Linked DNA regions of Sus scrofa: region 1 is linked to region 2. A link is a contact called in public Hi-C data. All regions are on one chromosome and are shown on one strand. The core of a region is the stretch at or near the end of the contact, and the rest is flanking DNA. Distances in the headings are between cores, read along the strand shown. Region 1 overlaps CCDC57 (coiled-coil domain-containing protein 57). Region 2 holds the start of HEXDC (hexosaminidase D).

What was found. Hi-C and Micro-C count contacts between places; a contact is called where the count stands out from the background.
Region 1: a contact with region 2 is called in a Hi-C map of fetal liver, with 2.0 times the contacts expected there. The contact joins the enhancer-like site here to the promoter of HEXDC in region 2. A contact is called at or near these places in 5 of 47 Hi-C or Micro-C datasets (embryonic fibroblasts, epiblast stem cells, fetal liver and 2 more) and 1 of 2 datasets of contacts at active chromatin or transcription factors (skeletal muscle).

What each region holds. Positions count from the first base shown.
Region 1 is chr12:835,538-839,535 of Sscrofa11.1, forward strand. All of the region lies in intron 3 of CCDC57 (coiled-coil domain-containing protein 57), which reads left to right. Among named protein-coding and RNA genes, the nearest start is that of CCDC57, 18 kb to the left of the region's middle. Within about 2 kb of position 2,009, at least 31 of the 83 cell types and tissues checked have an H3K27ac peak or open chromatin away from gene starts, as enhancers often do. A contact at or near this core is called in fetal liver and skeletal muscle, where this site is marked.
Region 2 is chr12:675,779-680,338 of Sscrofa11.1, forward strand. It overlaps HEXDC (hexosaminidase D), which reads right to left and starts at 2,175. Exons shown (of 13, transcript XM_021066340.1): 1 at 1,955-2,175; 2 at 353-401. The coding sequence starts at 2,009. It overlaps OGFOD3 (2-oxoglutarate and iron-dependent oxygenase domain-containing protein 3), which reads left to right and starts at 1,368. Exons shown (of 9, transcript XM_003357915.5): 1 at 1,368-1,574; 2 at 3,334-3,554. The coding sequence starts at 1,501.

The sequences.
Region 1 (3,998 bases), core at 759-3,258, 160 kb after region 2:
TCTCTTTCCTCAGAAATCAATCAACATTTCCTCCTTTATTTATTTCAGAAAAAGGTATTTGAAGTTAAATCCAGAGAGACTTACTGTAGAAAAGACCTGGGAACACAAACTGTAGTAACTGCATTTCTTTCAACAAAACAGTAAATGATCATAAGTTTAAATATAGATGCGTCAGCTGACTGGTGACACTTAAACCTGTCACCCAGATTTCTCCTCGGTGTCCTTGAAACTCGGCCTCCACCTCCGCAGGTCTTAGCTGTGTGGGGTTTGCGGGAGCCTCTCCTTCACATGTGCGGCCAAAGCGCACGTCCAGCAGAGCTGCGCGCGTGCAGGGGCCTGGGGTCCCTTGGTCTCTTCCCAGGAGGCGCCGAACTTGCGTCATCGAAGCAGTGGCTGGTGTTGATGGAAACTGCCTCCATGACGCTCCTCGAGCAGGGGGGTGAATTTATCTGCTCAACACGTTTGTTGTTATTGTTGTTGCTTTGTCTTTTTAGGGCCACACCTGCGGCACATGGCAGTTCCCAGGCTACGGGCTGAATGGGAGCTGCAGCTGCCGGCCTACGCCATAGCTCACGGCAACACTGGATCCCCGACCTACTGAGCAAGGCCAGGGATTGAACCCGCATCCTCATGGTTCCTAGTTGGGTTTGTTAACCACTGAACCACGAAGGGAACTCCGGCAGAGGCCAGTTTTGATCTACATTTTACAGACACGGGGGCCTGAGGTCCAGAGGTGTTAAGTAACCCGCCCAGGACCCATCTTAGTAAGTGGCAGAGCTGTCATTTGAGCCCGAGACACCCAAACGTGTGAACTCGGGCGCTGTCGGCCTGTCTTGGGGCAACTACTCACGCCTTATTTTTAGCCTCGTGTCTGTGATATTGGAGAAGGAACTGGATCTAGACGTCAGCCTTGCTGTGCCCTCGGAGTGATGCTGAGTGAGCCACTGGACCCGAGCTCGGGCCCTGGTTTCCCAGGAGACGTGCCGCGGGGCAGGTGTGTTCCTACACCAGCCTGTGCTGCTCTGTGCTGGGCAGGGCCCCGCAGTTCTCAAGGACAGCCCCCCCCCGCCCCGCCATCCTCGGCCCCGCGCCAGTGCCCTGAGATAGGGCAGCATCGTGAGCCATGCTGTGCCCATCGGTCAGGGTAGACAGGCACCTGCCCGAGCCTCCCGCGTGGCCGGCGGCAGAGAGCGCCCCCCCCACCCCCACCCCCCCGCCTCCGCCCGGGTCTGGAAGCCCCGTCCTCGGTGCTGCGCGCGACGCCCTTCCCTGAGCTTCCTCGGAGGGCTTTCCTGTGGGATCCTCGGGGCCAGTCTGACTTTTGGAAACAGCCCAAGGTCACTGGGGCCTGAGCTGGGTGGCCAGGAAAAGCCCAGCTGTGACTCGTGTCCCTCAAGGGAGGCTTCCAAAGACGGCGCTTCGGAAGGGCTCCGGCCAGGCGGGGGCCGTGGCCCTGGGAGGCAGCGGTGACCCGGGGGAGCTGTGGCCGCTGGCCTGGGTCTCTGGGGGCAGCCCCGCCTGTCCACACGCAGCCCTTGCTGAGACTCAGGCTCGTTCTGGCTTTGCGCCCTCGCGGCCGTGAGGAGGGCGCTCCAGACTGGGTTTTCACTCCGGCGCTGTCTCCGGAGCGAAGGAGAGGGCGCCCGGCTCCCCCATTGCCAGGGGCTCTCTGGGCCGGGCAGCCGGGCCCACGCCGCCTCTGTCCGCCTTGGGGCTTCCCTAGCCGCTTTGCTGTCTCCGTTTGAGGCTCTGTGGGCACACTGTCCACCCGTCGGAGGGTGAACGCACTCAGTGCTGACAGTGAGCTTTCCTTCGGGAAAGAAACAGAAGACGACAGGCACCGAGTTACCCTGCTTAGCGCTTGGTTGGGCCTGCAGGTTGTAGACGGTGGACTTGGGGAAGCTTTTCCCTTGCTGGTTGGCAGTCACAGGATTAGAAGCCATTGGAGGAGAAACAGAACAGCTCATGGGCTTACTCATCCTGTAACAAACGGTCTCTGCCAGGCCCCCGCCCCGGGCCCAGGGTTGGGCCTGAGCACCGGCCCCGCCCGCCCTGGGTGCACAGTGCAGGCGGAACAGCACCGTCCCTGGGGGGAAGCCACGGAGGGACACGGAGGCGGGGCCCCGGGGGGGAAGAGGACATGTGAGCATGTGAGCGCAAGCCTGCAGGTGCCGGGGGTGTGGGAGGGAGCACGGGTGCCTGGGGCCAGAGTTCAGGTTCCCCAGGCCGAGGCGGGGCGGCGTGGCCCTCCCAGGCCCTCGGGGGAGGCCTGTGCTCCAGGTGAGCGGAGACGCTCTTGGGTGCTTTTTAAAGGGTCCTCTGCTGTTGCACTGAGGACAGGCTGTGGGGCCCCGAGGCTGCTGCAGCACTGGTGAGAGGTGGGCTGAGCCCCACAGCAGCGGGCAGGTGGGGACACACGCTGAGAGGGCAGGCGGGCCACGAGGCAGGCGCTTTGGAGCTGAGGGCCGACCTCGGGAGCCCAGCAGGGAGCGGGGGGTCGGGGTGGGGCTGGTCAGGCTGCGTGGGAGGTGGGGGCGTCACAGGTTCAGAGCTGAGAGCCTGGGGCTCCCCAAAGGGTGAGCCTTGAATGCAAGGACCAGGAAGGGGAGGGGACGTCAGACGGGGTGGGGGCAGCAGAGAGGGTGGTGAGGCGTGGGCCGGCTGGCCTTGGACGCAGCGCCTCGTTGCCTTCGCACCAACTGCTTCCCGCCGCGGGCCTGCGGGCCTCCTGCCCCCTGGCGGCCGTGGCCTGCGGAACCTGGGGCAGGACCAAGGGCTTCGCTGTTGTGAAGAGTGCTGGAAGGAGCGACCTGGGATCCTTCTGTCCTGATCCCAGTCTCTCGCGTGCCCCTACTGCATCTCGCTTCGCAGAGGATTAGAAAGTGTGACGCTCGTGTCTGTAGCTGTGTTTCTGCGCAGTGTCGCTGAGGATGGCGGGGAGGCTGCTGTGTGTGTATCGGCCTCTCCCAGACCCCCTTCTTGGGAGTTGTCCAGGCCTCTTCAAGGCAGGCCCCTGGGGAGGTCCCTGGTGGCTCAGTGGGTTAAGGACCTGGCCTTGCCACTGCTGTGGCTCTGGTTGCCGCCGTGGCGCAGTTTTGATCCCTGGCCCTGGAACTTGTGCATGCCGCAGGGGCAGCCGAAAAGAAAAAAGCAGGTGCTGTTACTTGGTCAGAGATCTCGAATCCGCTAGTGTGCTGTGCTGTCCGTGACTTCAAGCCGGTCCTCACCGCCTCGTCCCTGGCGTGAGCTCCTCGCGCTGGCCGGCGTCTGGGCAGCTGGCCCGCGGGAATGAGTGTCATCTGCGCCCCGCTCAGCACGGTGCCGGATGGAGTCGCTGTGGGATTCTAGGGCAGGAGAGGGACTGGAGTCGCACTGACCCGTTCCAGTGTGACTCTCTCCCTCACTGGGTACTTGGTGCGGCTGTGTCCAGGCCTCTGGTCCGTGTGGCACGTCGGCCACGCTTGTCCACTCTTCCGACGCCGCTGGAAACGGGATGATAAAGGACCAGGGCGGTGAGGCCCCACAGCGGTGATGGGGGCAGGAGCACCACCGCGAGGGCTTAGGGCTCAGGAGGCCAGGGGCCTGCGTGTGCCGTGCGGCCAGACGGGGGTCGGAGGTCCGCAGTTGGGGCCAGGACCCCCTCGCGTGCAGATGGGGTTCCCAGGCTCCGGCAGAAGCTCGGTGCAGCTTTCTTTCAAGAAGCTGAATTGCCCAGGGGGAGAAGCAAGGCGGCCCTGCGGGCCCCTGTGCCTGCAGCGCAGGTCTGACGTGGGGGTGATGCGCCCTCGTCACCTCCCGGAGGACTCAGCCCTGCTGAGCTGTAATTTCCTACGGCCCCGGCACCCGTGCTAAGCGTGTGCTTCCACAGGGTTCCAGGCAGGTTCTCCTGTGCAACCAGCAGGAGCACCCCCCGCCCCCCGGCTGGGGGCTCCCTGCTCCGGGAGCTGGGAGGTGGCTCCTGCCGGCTGTCTGAGGCATCCCGTCTGTCTGTCGGGTGG
Region 2 (4,560 bases), core at 925-3,424:
AATCAAATTAAAAGGAAAACATGCGAGCTAAGAAGTTTTTTTTGGTTTTTTTTTTTTGTCTTTTTACGGTCACGCCCGGGGCATATGGAGGTTCCCAGGCTAGGAGGCTGATTCAGAGCTGTAGCTGCTGGCCTACGCCACAGCCATGGCAACGACGGATCCTTAACCCACTGAGCGAGGCCAGTGATTGAACCTGCGTCCTCATGGATACTAGTCAGTCGTTTTCGCTGAGCCGCAATGGGAACTCCCGAGCTGAGAAGTCTGCATGCCTGCCCTGTGAGCCTCCTCGGGTTCAGAGAGAAATCCTGTCATTCCTGCAGCCCCGGGGTAGCAATGAACGCAGACGTCTTACCTGCAGCAGATGCACTTGGAATTGTTTACCAGCGTGAGGTGCTGCAAACCTAGAGGAAGAGGGAGAAGTCAGTACTCCATCTTCTGTGTGTGTGGCTCCATTGCTTTGAGTCCCTCCTCCATGAGTTCTACAGAAATGAAACTATTTCAAAGACTTGTCAACTGTCACCCCTGTTCTTAGACGACCCGCTAGGCCCACAACTGTCCCTTCTAGGTAAGTTGCCATGAGATGGCGTCTGATTGCCCCAGTTTCAGGACTGCTGGGCTGATCTCTTTTCTTGTCCAATGAGTCTAAGAAGGTTTTCTTTTCCCCCTGTACCAGTAAACTACTCACCTTCTTCAGACTTAACCTTCATGAATGAACCTCCCTGCTAATTCCACTCTTTCAGAATTTTAGGTATCCTGACAGGGCTCCTTAAGAGCTTACGTCTTGCCCACTGGATGGAAGGTTCTCTAGGGAAATTGAAAGCTGTAAACAAAGCAGCAGGTGAATTCCTGCTGCGGTGAAGTGGGTTAAGAATCCCACTGAAGTGGCTCCAAGGCTTCGGGTTTGATTCCATGCCCTGTGCAGTGGGTTAAAAGGGTCCTGCTTGCTGCAGGTAGGTCGCAGCTGCAGCTCGGATTCAGTCCCTGACCTGGGAATCCCCATATGCCATAAAATTGGGTGCAGCCATAAAATTAAAAAACAAACACAAACCCAAAGCAGCAAGTCCTTAGAGATGCAGGTGTACAAAGCACCAAATGGGTACAGGGTCCTCAGATGCGGCACGGGCCCAGGGAGAGGGGCCTGGAAACCCTCCGGGAGAGGCCTGGAGACCCCTGGGGAGCTGGACCTGGACCGGAGACCCCGGGAGAGTGCGCACGGCAGGGCGAGGACACACTTCAGAGAAGGCTCAGAAGCTCGTCCGGTTCCGTGGAGCGGGCAGGTGTGCACTGCAGAGTGCGCGCCAGGTCGGCGTTCAGGTCCCCGCCCCGCACCGCTCGGCGCTCGGCCTCCGATTGCTCCGGCCTGACCAACAGGCCGGAGGTCGACAGCCGAGCGCGTCGCTCCGGGTCCGCGGCCGCGCCGGCCTCGCACTGCCTCTCGCGGCGCTCGTCCGGGCTCGTGGGGGATCCCGCGTTCCGCACAGCGCTGCGGCGGCCCGGCCAATGGCACCTCAGCGGAGGGGCGCGCCCAAGGGGCCCGAGGGCTGCGGGGCGGCGGAGCGCGGGCGCCCGAACAGGTACCGGGCAGCGGGGGGGAGCGCGCGGGCGGCCCGTGGGCGTGGCCAGGGCGGAGGGGCGGGGCCTTCCCGGCGGGTTGTGGGCGGGGCCTTCCCTGGGACGTCGCGGCGGCGTGGGTGTGGCCTTGCCGCCGGGGCGTGGCATGTCCTTGAGCGGACCGGGAGCCGAGAGGGGCGAGGCCTGGCCGGAGGGCGGGGGCTGCCCGTGGGGGGACCGTCCCTGACCGCTTTCCGCATGTGTATCGCGGGCTCCACGCCGCGCCTCCTGGACGGGGACAGCGGTCGTGAGGCCCCCCTCGTCTGGTCGCTGGGCTTTCCTTAGGGCTGTGCACACGAGGGTTCACCGATGGGTGGCCCGCTGAATGAATAAATGATCTCACCATAGCCTTGGAGAGGATTCTGCCGAAAGCTTTCAGAGCCAGGGCGTATCTTCATCCTTCCAGGATAAATCACCGCGTAGTCGTGCTTGCCCCAGGGGCCGTGGACCTTACTCCCAATTCCCTTCTGTTTTGGCAGAATTCTCAGGGTACAGCTTGAGCCCGCTAACCCTGAACAGGGCTGGGTTCTTGTTTTGAGGAGAGGCCCCACCCCCTCAGGGGGGTGTTGCATCCGAATCTGGCCCAGGAGGCTCTTCCCCCTCTCTTGTCTCCGCACCTCCCTCTCCAGGAGAACTGTAACACCCACAGCTTTGTACCTCTCCTTGGGGTTCCAGCCCTTGCCACTGAGATGGGGGGTGCCGTCCCTCTGCCTCCTTCGGAGTTCTTGGGAAAGAGAAGTGATGGGCCCGCTGGAGTTAGGTGTCCACCTTGTTCTAATAAGAGGAGGCCAGGTGGGCTGGAGGCTGGACGGCCGTTCCGTGGTGTGGGGATGGGGGAAGGGGTCTTCGGGAGCTGGGCATCCATGCTCCCCGTTTAAGAGGACCGGTATCTGTCCAGCATGGTCTGACTGAGCTGTGCGCCCCGTGGGACTCATTTAATTGGATTTCATGTGTTACTTATAGAGCAGTTAGAGGTGGGAGGGGCGTATAAAAATAGAAGGCAGCCTTCCTGCTTTTCAGGAATCGACCTTGCACTTGAAGGAACAAGGTGCACCTCCATAAAAGGATTCCCGGGTCGGCTTCTCATTTCTGCCCGTCTAAGCCCTACACATGTTTCTTGGGTAACAGAGCACACGAGTGCTCCGTGACACGAAGTGAGCACAGACACGCACGGTGTGCACCACACACACACACAGACACGCCCGCAACTTCCACGGGGCGGGGTGACTCCCGCAGTTAACCTGAGGGCACAGAAAGTGTCTTGGTGGCGAGTCATTCTGTCATACTTGTGTTCTCTTTCTGGCCGCCAGTGGTTTCGGTGAAACTGGTTTGACTCACATTTGACTTAGTTCGCATGGTGCGCGCACGCCGCTCCGGGACCCCACGCATGGGGCTGTATGGGGCCGTTTTTAGATGCAGGCAACCTGATTGGTGCCACAGACTGTGCAAGGACCCTCACACAGGTTCTCTGTGGGCCGGGCTGGGAGGGAGGGACACTGACGGGCATTTCACCTTGTTGCCCTCGGAGGTCACAGTGAACCCTGCCTCGTCATGGGGGTGCTGGGAAGTGCCCCTGGACGGACTGTGAGTGGCTCTGACCGTGGCCAGCATGGGGACACTTTAAGGCTGTGAGTGAGTGTGGCATGGCCTCTGGTGGTCGTGGTCTCCCCTTTCAGCCCCGGCAGGTGTGTCTGGGTGACCACAGCTGTCTTCTGTTCTCAGCACCAAGGGTGTCCGGGCACCGCGGGATGTGCGGAGGAAGTGGCTGCGAGTCGCCGTCCTGGGGGCCTGCACCACGCTGGCGGGGCTCCTGCTGTGGGGCCGCCTGGGGGCTGATGAGGATGGCATCGCCGAGGTGCTTGCTGGCCGCAGCGAGGTCCTGCCGGGCAGGTTCATCGAGGTGCCCTGCTCCGAGGACTATGACAGTCAGCGCAGGTTTGAAGGTACTCGATGCGGAGGTGACGGGGGAGAGGGCAGCGTGGTCACGCCTCTGGGAGTTCCCACTGTGGCTCAGCAGTAACGAACCCGACTAGTGTCCACGAGGACGCAGGTTCGATCCCTGGCCTTGCTCAGTGGGTTAAGGATCCCGCGTGGCTGTGGCTGAGGTGCAGGCCGGCAGCTGTAGCTCTGATTGGACCCCTAGCCTGGGAACCTCCATGTGCAGCAGGTGCGGCCCTAAAAAGACAAATAGTCATGATGATAATGTATCAACGTTGAGACCGGTTGGCCTTGTGTGGGAGGGTCTGGGCTTCCAGTGGGGAGGGCGGGAAAGGTCGGGAGGTGAAGGTCCTGGTCATTCAACAGCGAGGGTGTGGGTAACGCCGCAGCTGCTCCTCTAAAACGGTTCCAGGGGCAAACTGGAGGTTGTGTACATTTTTACGACACCCCTCAGATAGCTGGGTGTGGTTGAAGCCTCTGGACTCCCCTTCCTCGCCCTCGGTGCGGGCGGCGTGTCTGTGGAGGTGCACTCCCGTGTGTGCACCGACGCTGACAGCTCACTTGCTCACTCGCTCACTTTCCAGGAGAGAGGCAGGGAGGGTGGGGACCATCCTGGGGCAGCTCTCCAGGCCCTGCAGAGGGACAGCGGCCAGAGGCACAGACACAGCTTTGGTCCTCCAGAATGGGCTTCCCAAAGGGGCCGGGTCTCTGCTCCGTGATGGTGCTAGAATGGTGTGGATGCCGCCTCTGGGCTGTCCTCCAGGGTGGGTGTGTGCCCGCTGCTGGGCCGCCCAGTGGGGTGTGGGGCACCACAGGGATTGCTTGTCCTGGAAAGTCGCAGTTGTTCATCTGAAATTCAAATCGGCCCCGCTGGCCTGTATTTTCCTGGCCAAACGGCCCCTCATCCCAGCAAGGCAAGGCCCCATCCCACAAAATTCCAAGGCCCCTGGGGAGCGCCATCCACAAGAGGCAACTCTGTTGTTGGGGTTGCGGAGGTGGCGTCTCATCCTG